Regions from separate parts of the Zea mays genome. Here region 2 is linked to region 1. A link is a contact called in public Hi-C data. All regions are on one chromosome and are shown on one strand. The core of a region is the stretch at or near the end of the contact, and the rest is flanking DNA. Distances in the headings are between cores, read along the strand shown.

Region 1 (4,892 bases), core at 791-3,290:
GCCAAAAGAAGATGTCCTTCTCATAGTTGAGTACAAGAATAATTATCTTTTATATCTTATTGTAAAATCTAAAACATTTGTTCTGTAGATGGTTAGCTTGCATTTTATGCTACAATTACCTCAAATCACTTGTTGCCTTTTTCACCAATTTATGACATCTATTGATGTGTTTTACGCTAATTTATGATATTTATTGATGCGTTTTGCGACAATCTCATGCGGGACCACATTTTCCATTATGAAATAGATCGACGATTTACGCTAAAATTCATACCCATTTATGCTGTGTTGTTTTAGTTCATGTTTTATGTTTAAATCCGTCCGAGCCAGAACCTACGCATGATCGTACACGTGCGATTTTCACGCATAATTTAGGCCCCCATTGGTCGTTACGAAACAGGTCGATGATTTACGCTATTTTGGTTCATGTTTTACGCTGAATCTACCCGAGTCAGAACCTGTGCACGATCGGACACGCGAGATTTTCACACCGTAATTTTTGGGCCCCGTTCGCCATTACGAAATAGATATACGATTTACGCTAAAATTCATAATCATTTATGCTGTTTTGGTTCACGTTTTACGCTAAAATCTGCTCGAGTCAAAACTCGTGCACGATGGGACGTGTGAGATTTTCACGCTGTAATTTTTAGGCCCCATTCGCCGTTACGAAATAGATCTACGATTTACGCTAAAATTTGTAATCATTTACGCTATTTTGGTTTACGTTTTACGCTAAAATCTACCCGAGTAAGAAGCCGTGCACGATGGGACGCGAGCTGGTACGGGGCGTGGGTATATATATATATATATATATATAGATAAAGAGCGGGGAGCAAAGGAGGAAACACGTGCATCCACGTCGGCTTAAATTCTTACAGCCGTTCGATATTCTATCAATGGCTGGGAAGGCATCACACGGCCTGCAGCAGCGACTGAAACCTTCCCGTAGCAGCTAGGGTCAACACATTCAACTGGATACTTCCAGGTCCTTGCACATCCGTCAGGTTGCCGTCAGAAAAAGAGAAAAAAAGGTCCTGGCTACATTTCAGAATAATAAAAATCTTATATTTTCCTATGGAATATATTACATACTAGGCTGACTATTAAATTCTAAAATTCGTTTACAGGTTCAAACAAGGGACGATACGCATCGGAAAAGAAATGGACATCAAATCCTCCAAGAACTAAATTTTCACTCATACGACCTTTTGAGTTGCAGAATGTCTATTTTGCAACATATGTATAATTATATATGATGACCTGCTCAGCTCTTTGAAAACAATTTATGTAAATATAATAGCCTAATTCTACGTAATGAACAAAAATGTTGACTCTGATCACAACTCACGTAACTCTATTTCATATAAACATATAACATCTGCAGTAATCAAATTAGAAAAAAAATTCTAACGCGCGCAGGGCGCGCGCCAGTGACTAGTATATATATATATATATATAAACCCACGCGAGAGGGCGGCGATGCATCTTATTAGGTGTTGTTCGGTTCACGAAATATAACGTATATAACGTAAATGGCACGGTAACGATTCACACTCGAGTACCAGCGGTAATAAATTTGGATAGTCCGGTATCAGTTTCTAGTATGATTTCTAATTATGGTTGTACTTATACAAATATGCTTTAACATCATCCGTTACCAATTATATATGTTATAAATATCGGAACCAAACAGCACCAAACTATTGTTGATCAACGAAGCAATTGATGATGACTATCGCTCCGTCCTAATTTCCTATAACGATGTTGACAACCACGACTTGATTAATTGTAGGCCGGGTGACATTGACATAGTAAGACTAGCTCTCATGGTGTGAAGTCACACCCGTCAAAGTTTCAGTTAGAAGTTACAACAGAGCGACACAGTTAGAACGGTAGTACAATCTCCACTTGCTATTAAAGAAAAGGAAGGAGGAGAAGATAGAAATAACATGATGTATGAAGTATGGAAATGTGCAACTTAAATAGAGGTGAGTACAGGCTAAGCACTTCGAACAATATGCCTATATATATTAAATATATATGCATACGATTGAGTGGTTGAATACGTTGTTCACTAGTACAGAAGCTTTATAGTGTGACGATTCTAGAGTTATTTTTACTGGCACACGCAGCGACCAGCTAGCTAGCTATTAGCTCTGATCTAGCTCACAGCCTCACACACGTAACCCCTCTATGTATATATAAATACAATGGTTCGTTACCAGGACCGCCGGAGTAGTAGCAAAGCAATTGCATATCATCACCCATCGTGCGTCGATAGACGATGATGCCGGAGTCGCATCCGCATCCCCACGCGGGGGCGGTGCTGGCGTCGACGTCTAGCCGTCGGAGCCTCAGCTTGGGGTCCTCCATCTCGCAGTCGTTCCGGCAGATGGACACGGAGGACCCCTTCGCGCGGTCGCAGTCGGAGCATGAGCACCGCGACGACGAGGAGAACCTGCGCTGGGCCGCGCTCGAGAAGCTGCCCACCTACGACCGCATGCGCCAGGGTATCCTACGCCGGGCGCTCGACCAACAACAAGAGAGCGGCGGCGGCGGCGTCGAGATCGTCGACATCCACAAGCTGGCCGCCGGCGACGGGGGCCGTGCGCTCCTGGAGCGCCTCTTCCAGGACGACAGCGAGCGATTCCTGCGCCGGCTCAGGGACCGAATCGACATGTACACCGCACACACTTAGCATTAATTGTTTTTATGCATGCATGATCCCATCAATAATACATACATAGTACTCTATATGATATGCAGGGTTGGCATCGAGCTCCCCACAGTGGAAGTTCGGTACGAGCAGTTGACGGTGGAGGCTGACGTGATTACCGCCGGGAGGGCCCTCCCGACGCTGTGGAACGCCGCCACCAATTTTCTTCAGGTTTATCATAGTAATTAATTAATTAATCTCTTTTCTATTCCTTTAAAGCATCAATTTTGACGGTCTTGTTTCCCTCATCTGCTTTTTTGCTTATCGGTGATCTTAGCACACAGATAAGTTGTCAGAAACTAATCCAAATCCAACACGACATGAAGTCGCATCGCATAACGCTTCCACGTAGTATCATTTAGCCAGCTAATTAAAGTAGAATGAGCGACGAGCGAAATATAAAGGGGTCAGGCTCCTTTTAAGCGCATACATTTCTGGATCTTTTGGCTAAGATAAATGGTAATATTTATTCTTATAAGTTTAATATATGGTATATGGACTATCTGTTTATTTCAATATTATATTTATTTTATAGCTAATTTTTGGAAAGGGTCCACCAAACTGGCTTACTAGACCCTCGTGTGTCGCTGAGTGGTTGCACTACTGATAGGTTCTGGCTTAACCCCAATCAATACCACCAAATATATTTTTTATCATTGCAAGGTACGAGCCTACCCAACCAATACCATCAAGAGCATTGTAGTAGTTTGTACTTATATATGTTAGCTCATTCTGTCTTCAGAAGTGACGGTGGTGCTTCATTTCAGTCCATTTTATTTTATAAACCAAACAGAAAAAAAAGCAACAGATTATAAAACGACAGACTCACTCCTTTCTCAAACCTACTACCACGCTATGTAACTTAACGCTATCAAACTTCAGACGGGAGAGACTAGAGAGTTTATTGGAGCTAACTAAACACCCAAGCTTCACCTTTTTTTAAAGCAGCCTAACTTCATGGAGTAGGTGGAGCTCTAATTCATTTTAATCCTAGAGTTGGTGGGACCTCTTTGGCAGCTCCAAATCACTCCAAAATAGACGTAGACATAAAGGTGTCGTTTGTTTCACGAAATGTAACGTAAATAATAATAGTAATGATTAACACTCGAATACCGGCGGTAACAAGTTTAAATAAGCTGGTTTCCATTTCTAGTGTAGTATCGACTACGGTTAGATTTAAACAAATATAATATAACGATATCGATTACCCATTACGTTACCAATATGTGAACCAAACAGCACCAAAATTCTATATTATTTAAGCACCAATGTCATATGTTACACACAAAACGATTATTTCCCTACCTGATAACCTATTACACGTCCTCCTCGTGCATCTCCCGCCTGCACAGCTCAGCTTCTCCTGTGCGTCATTCTCGCCACTAGTCTGCAGCACCTCGCCGACCCCCACCCCGAACACGTTCGCCCCACCGCGCATGAAATCTCTGGTCCCTAGTTGACCTCCAACCCCACCCATTGGCCGAGCGCCGGTGGGATCAGAGGTCAAGGCTAAACTTGATTAAAACTTTTTTATTTAATCTACATGACTTAAATCATCTTATCTTATTTAATGTATATGATAAAACTCTTAGGCCCCGTTTATTTCGTTGGAATTAAATTCTATTTTAATAATTATATTTTAGACAAAACTAATTAAGTTCTAAAGGTGAGTACGTCGGTTAACCGACATACTTACTCGATGTACTTCTTCTTATGTACTTAAGAAAGTAAGTACGTACGTTGGGGTCGATGTACTTATGGTAAGTACATCGGCTAAGCGAAACCGAATTAGTTAAAAGCATTAAGTACGTTGGTTTTTGTAGAATCGACATACTTAAAACCCAATCAAGTGGTAGCTAGCACGGGCTTCCTAGGCAAGCCGCGTGGCCTTAAGTACGTCGGGAGACCGATGTACTTAGAGCATTAAGTATGTCGGCCTGCACAGCAGATATTCTTAGATAAGGGTGGACTTCTGGATTAACTTTGTAGACAATCCACCAAGTCTTCAAACTTGGGTTAAGATAACTTAAGTAGTACACCTGATCTGCTTGATGGGTAAGCACACTATTGTTATACTCATTGCCTTTGTACCGTGATGTGTGCTTTACCTCGACAACCCAAAACTCATCCACTCGCATGTTAGCTCGCGTATCAAACCATATACAATCAAAGG
Region 2 (4,548 bases), core at 808-3,307, 160 kb before region 1:
CATATACGTTTTTTATTTCACACTATCTATTAATATATAGAATAGACTTGGCTCAAAAAATACATAGATAAGACAGTTAATTTGTTGGTTTATTTTAAAAAGACATATATCATTATAAAAAAAAAGTCGATCCACGGGCATGCATGCACAGGTCAATTCAACTGTCACCAGACCGAGGGCAATTAGATCATTTAGGTAATATTTGGTTTCGAAGTATGGTAAGACGGAGTTGTTTCGCTCTTAATTTATAGTTGTTTGGATTGTTGGTGACTCTAAAAAGAAAAAAAATATGTTTAGATGTTGAATCATCCATCTCGGCCAGCTACCAAATCCTTAGTTTGTTAGAGAAACTACATGTTGTGAGGAGTCAAATATGCGTTGACCATTGATCGAAATCATGAGAGCGGAGCGGACGTGAACGACCTCCAAACAAGGGAACGCCTAACTCTGAATAACTGAGGCAAGACAAATGGCTACAAAAGATAAGTCGCAAAGTTATTATCTATAATGAATGGCTCCATATACTGTTCAAATTACTTTTATTCAGGCTTTCAGCCATAAATACTCAACAGCATTGACTCTGTATTATTTCTGACTTTTTTTTTTCTGTTTTAACTACTATTTTTATTAGCAGAATATGAATACAATATCTATTGCCTCGATCCTCTGTAATAACTATATCATCTTTGTTTTCTTAAGTAAAGTTCTAGAATTTTATTAACCAGGTTTGAATTTAAGTGCTATTTGGTTAATAATAAGATTCTAAAAATAAGGCATAACCTAAACAGGGAATAAGTTGCACTCACGGCAGCGGGAAGAGGTGAACGACGATGGACACGCGTGAGCTATAGTGCTCGACGACCTTCTTGAGCGCCGGCCACGCGTCGCGGCTGTCGGGGCACACTGGGTCCAAGAACGCCTCTACCACCACCGTCTCGCCCCACGCCGGCGGCTTCCCGCCGTACACGAACCCGTCCGTCCTCGCCGGGATCGGGATCTGGGCGCGGCAGGCACAGCACCCGATGATCACCAGCAGCAGTGGCACAAGTGAGACGCGGCGGCGGCTGCTAGCCTCCATTTCAGCTAGCTAGCTTCTCTCTAAGCTATACGTGGCCCTCTTTCGTCAATTTATTATTCAACCAAAACACGGACACGGGAACAAACTAATTACTACTCGTTGGACACGGCCAGGGAGGAGAATATATACGATCGAATCTCCGGAGGCTAGAGCATCATCAGGCACAGAACGAGTGCCGCAGTTGCACTTGCACGGTAGACAATTCGCCGAAAGTGAAGTGGGTGCTGACGGCTACCTCTCAACGACTTCATGGGCGTCAGGGCGTGTGTATCCTGATTGATCCTGGGCCGGCCGGCACAGCTGATGACATCATAAGGACGTTAGGATGATGGAATATATAACGGTGAAATCCGAAATATACTACATACTCTCTCCGTTTCTTTTTAGTTGTCACTAGATAGTTCAATTTTGCACTATCCAGCGACAACTAAAACGAAACGGAGAGTCTATATTATGCATGAAATGAAATATCTAATTGTAGACTGCTGAAGTCTCCACGTACGTTAGTCGACTAGGGAAAAAAAGATAATTCCTAAAAAATCTCACAAAAATGAAAAATTTATGCTCATAAATTCAATAGCCTAATATCCCGTTCGGATGTCGATATTGAAGCTCAAAATTGAGAATTAGAATCAACTTTCCAAAATTCTGTTGTTTGGTTGCACACGGAATTGGAATATGGAATCAGAGGCTCAATTCCCTGAAATTGGACTATGGCCATGTTTGGCTCCGCTTCTCAACCAGCGCTTAGTGTGCCAAACATCCAGATTCTCCAACTGTGGAGCAAACCAGCGCGCAATTTTTCTTCGTAAAACCCGCGGGCAGCACAAGCGGGGGGGGGGGGGGGGGGGGGGGGGGGCACCCTGCTTTCCACCGCTTATGCGGTCCAAGTACCCCTAAAGTTCATACATATTTACCCACATTTTCCATAGTATAAAAAGGTCTGATTTCTCTCATCCCTCCCGCACCACGGCACCAGACCCTAGCCACGACTTTCCCCAAGCCTCAGCCCCTCTCCCCGCTCGTGTCTCCAAGCCGCAACGGCGCAGCTCCTCTTCTTGGACGCCGAAACCGGGCACCGTCGTAGCCCCTGTCTCCGCTCGTCTCCGGGACCCTGCTTGGCCCTCTCCGGCGAACCTCTGTGCCCCTGCTCCGCCGCCAGTTCGACGCCGCCTGCTCCAGATCGACGTTGTCGTCCTCCGTCCTTTGTCCGCCTGCTCCAGATCGACGACGCCTGCTCCAGATCAAATCCGGCCTCCGTCCTCTGTGCCCCTGCCCTGCCGCTCCCAGATCGACGCCCTACCGCTCCAGGTCGAGCTGCTGCTCCAGATCGACGCCCAACTGCTCCAGATCGAGCTGCTTGTCCCAGATCGACGCTAAGGTAATTAGTTCAGTGCTTTCTTTTGTGGTAATCTGAACATTGTGACTGGTAATTTTTTTGTCAAAGAAGTAGTTGCAATTTAGAAGGTTGGAAGTCTCCAATTTTTCTGTCACTGAACAGCCAAGAATAATTAGTTCAACCTATCATGCATAGATGGATAACATGCCAAAGAACAGGAAACCAAATGCTCAATGGGATCTCAGTGCTGCTAGAATTTTTAATGAGATATGTGTGGAATAAGTATTGACAAATAATAGACCACAAGGTTGTTTGAACAACAAAGGGTACGCCAATCTTGTAGCCAAGTTTAATGAATGGTCAGGCAGAAATTACACCCGTGTTCAAATGAAAACCCGTTGGGATGCACTGAAATCTGACTTTACAACATGGAAAACACTACTCCTTAGTGTGTCTGGGTTAGGAAGAGATCCAAGGATTGGTTCTATTACAGCTAGTGACGAATGGTGGGAAGAAAAGATAGAGGTATGCAACCTTGGCTTTGTTTCTATTGTATGAAATGGTTATGTTGCTTGTTATAACTATTAGAGTTGTTGTGTTTCAGGCCATGCCAGCATGCAAAAAGTTTAGGCTTGCAGCATTGGAGAATGAAGATCTTGAAATAATGTTTAATGGGGTGTCCTGCACTAATGCATATGCTATGGCTCCAGGGGCAAAAGAAGGATTGCCTGCCAATGATAGTGATGATGTGGAGGAGGTGTCTCCAAGTGTTGAGGACAAGCAAGCTAGAAAAAGAGGTGTTGATCACAAATCCCCAATTAAAAAATCAAAGAAGAATTTTAGAGATATGCAGTTCAAGCGTTTTGTGGATTCATTTGTGGAAAAAGCTAGTTCAAGCAAGTCTTCCGCAACATCTTCGCCTAATGATCATGTTAGGCAAGAGATAACAGAAATGATGGAATCAGTTATCTCAGCTGGGATAGTTGAAGGAAGTGATGACATTTCTATGCCACTCAACTTCTCATCAAGAAGGAGTATCGAGATGTGTTTCTCACACTAAAGATTCCAGAAGGGAAGCTTGCATGGCTCAAGAGAACTTGGGAGGAGAGGAAAAAACATAAGCTAGTTATATGTATTCATGCTGTATCTTGAACTTGATTAGTAATGCTATTTGTTCATGTTGTATCTTGAGCTTGATTAGTATTGCTATTTATTCATGTTGTATGGTTGAGTTATATTATTCATGTTGTATGGTTGACAGATGGCTTTCACCTCAAGTGAATCAAATGAAGCTGACATAACAAGTAATTCAAGTGACTCAAGTGACTCAAGTGACTGGATGTGTGAAGCTGCTGCAATTGCAGCTTATGCAATGCTCGATTGCGGTACATCATCTGGAAAGAAGCAAAAAATAAGTGCAGGAGACTGGTTATCAGTGGGTTCAGAGGCATCTCAGTTATCCAGAGAGTTGTTATGATATGTTTAGAATGAGAAGGTCAGTGTTCTATAGTTTGCATGACATTTTAGTTAACAGTTATGGTTTACGATCATCAAATGAGATGTGTTCAATTGAAGCACTTGGCATGTTTTTATGGACGTGTGGTGCACCTCAGTCATTTCGGCAAGCAAAACACATATTTTCTCATTCTACAGAAACTATTAGTCGAAGGTTCACTGATGCACACTAACTAGAAACTCACTCTCCCAATACAAAGCGTCACCCCTCTGTATTGCGTGGAATTAGACCGCACAATTCCAAATTCCAATTCAGCGACATCCAAACAATATAATTGGAATTATATCTCATTTCAATATCATGGTTGATTTGGTATTGAACTCAATTCAATTCCATGCTCTTTAATATCAACATCTAAACGGAGCATAAGAGATAATGATCGTTCAGCAGGTGCCTTTACTTATAAGGAAAATGCACCTCGACCATTTGATTGAAATTTTTTGGATTTTGATGGGCAACATAACCATTTGAAATAATATGTTTGCTAGTATTTTTGTTTATAGTTCAAATGATGTAGCATGAACTTGGACAAAGGTAACGAGATCCGGAATATCAGTACATCAAAGCAAGACATTAGAAGACTCATAGAAGATTTATCAAGATCATGCAAGAGCC

The links. A called contact is a pair of places that touch in the nucleus more often than the background predicts.
Region 2: a Hi-C map of leaf shows a contact between it and region 1, with 5 times the contacts expected there. The contact joins the promoter of LOC100383578 here to the promoter of LOC103641492 in region 1. A contact is called at or near these places in 8 of 25 Hi-C or Micro-C datasets (bundle sheath, ear, endosperm and 3 more).

The regions. Positions count from the first base shown.
Region 1 is chr10:101,357,574-101,362,465 of Zm-B73-REFERENCE-NAM-5.0, reverse strand. It overlaps LOC103641492 (ABC transporter G family member 48), which reads left to right and starts at 2,040. Exons shown (of 20, transcript XM_020545564.3): 1 at 2,040-2,682; 2 at 2,770-2,890. The coding sequence starts at 2,288. It overlaps LOC111590427 (U2 spliceosomal RNA), which reads left to right and starts at 3,146; the gene lies at 3,146-3,346.
Region 2 is chr10:101,518,040-101,522,587 of Zm-B73-REFERENCE-NAM-5.0, reverse strand. LOC100383578 reads left to right here and starts at 2,057. Exons shown (of 3, transcript NM_001357163.1): 1 at 2,057-2,459; 2 at 2,613-2,942; 3 at 3,022-4,008. The coding sequence starts at 2,805. The coding sequence ends at 3,477. It overlaps LOC113604965, which reads right to left and starts at 1,286. Exons shown (of 5, transcript NM_001158198.2): 1 at 807-1,286. The coding sequence starts at 1,078.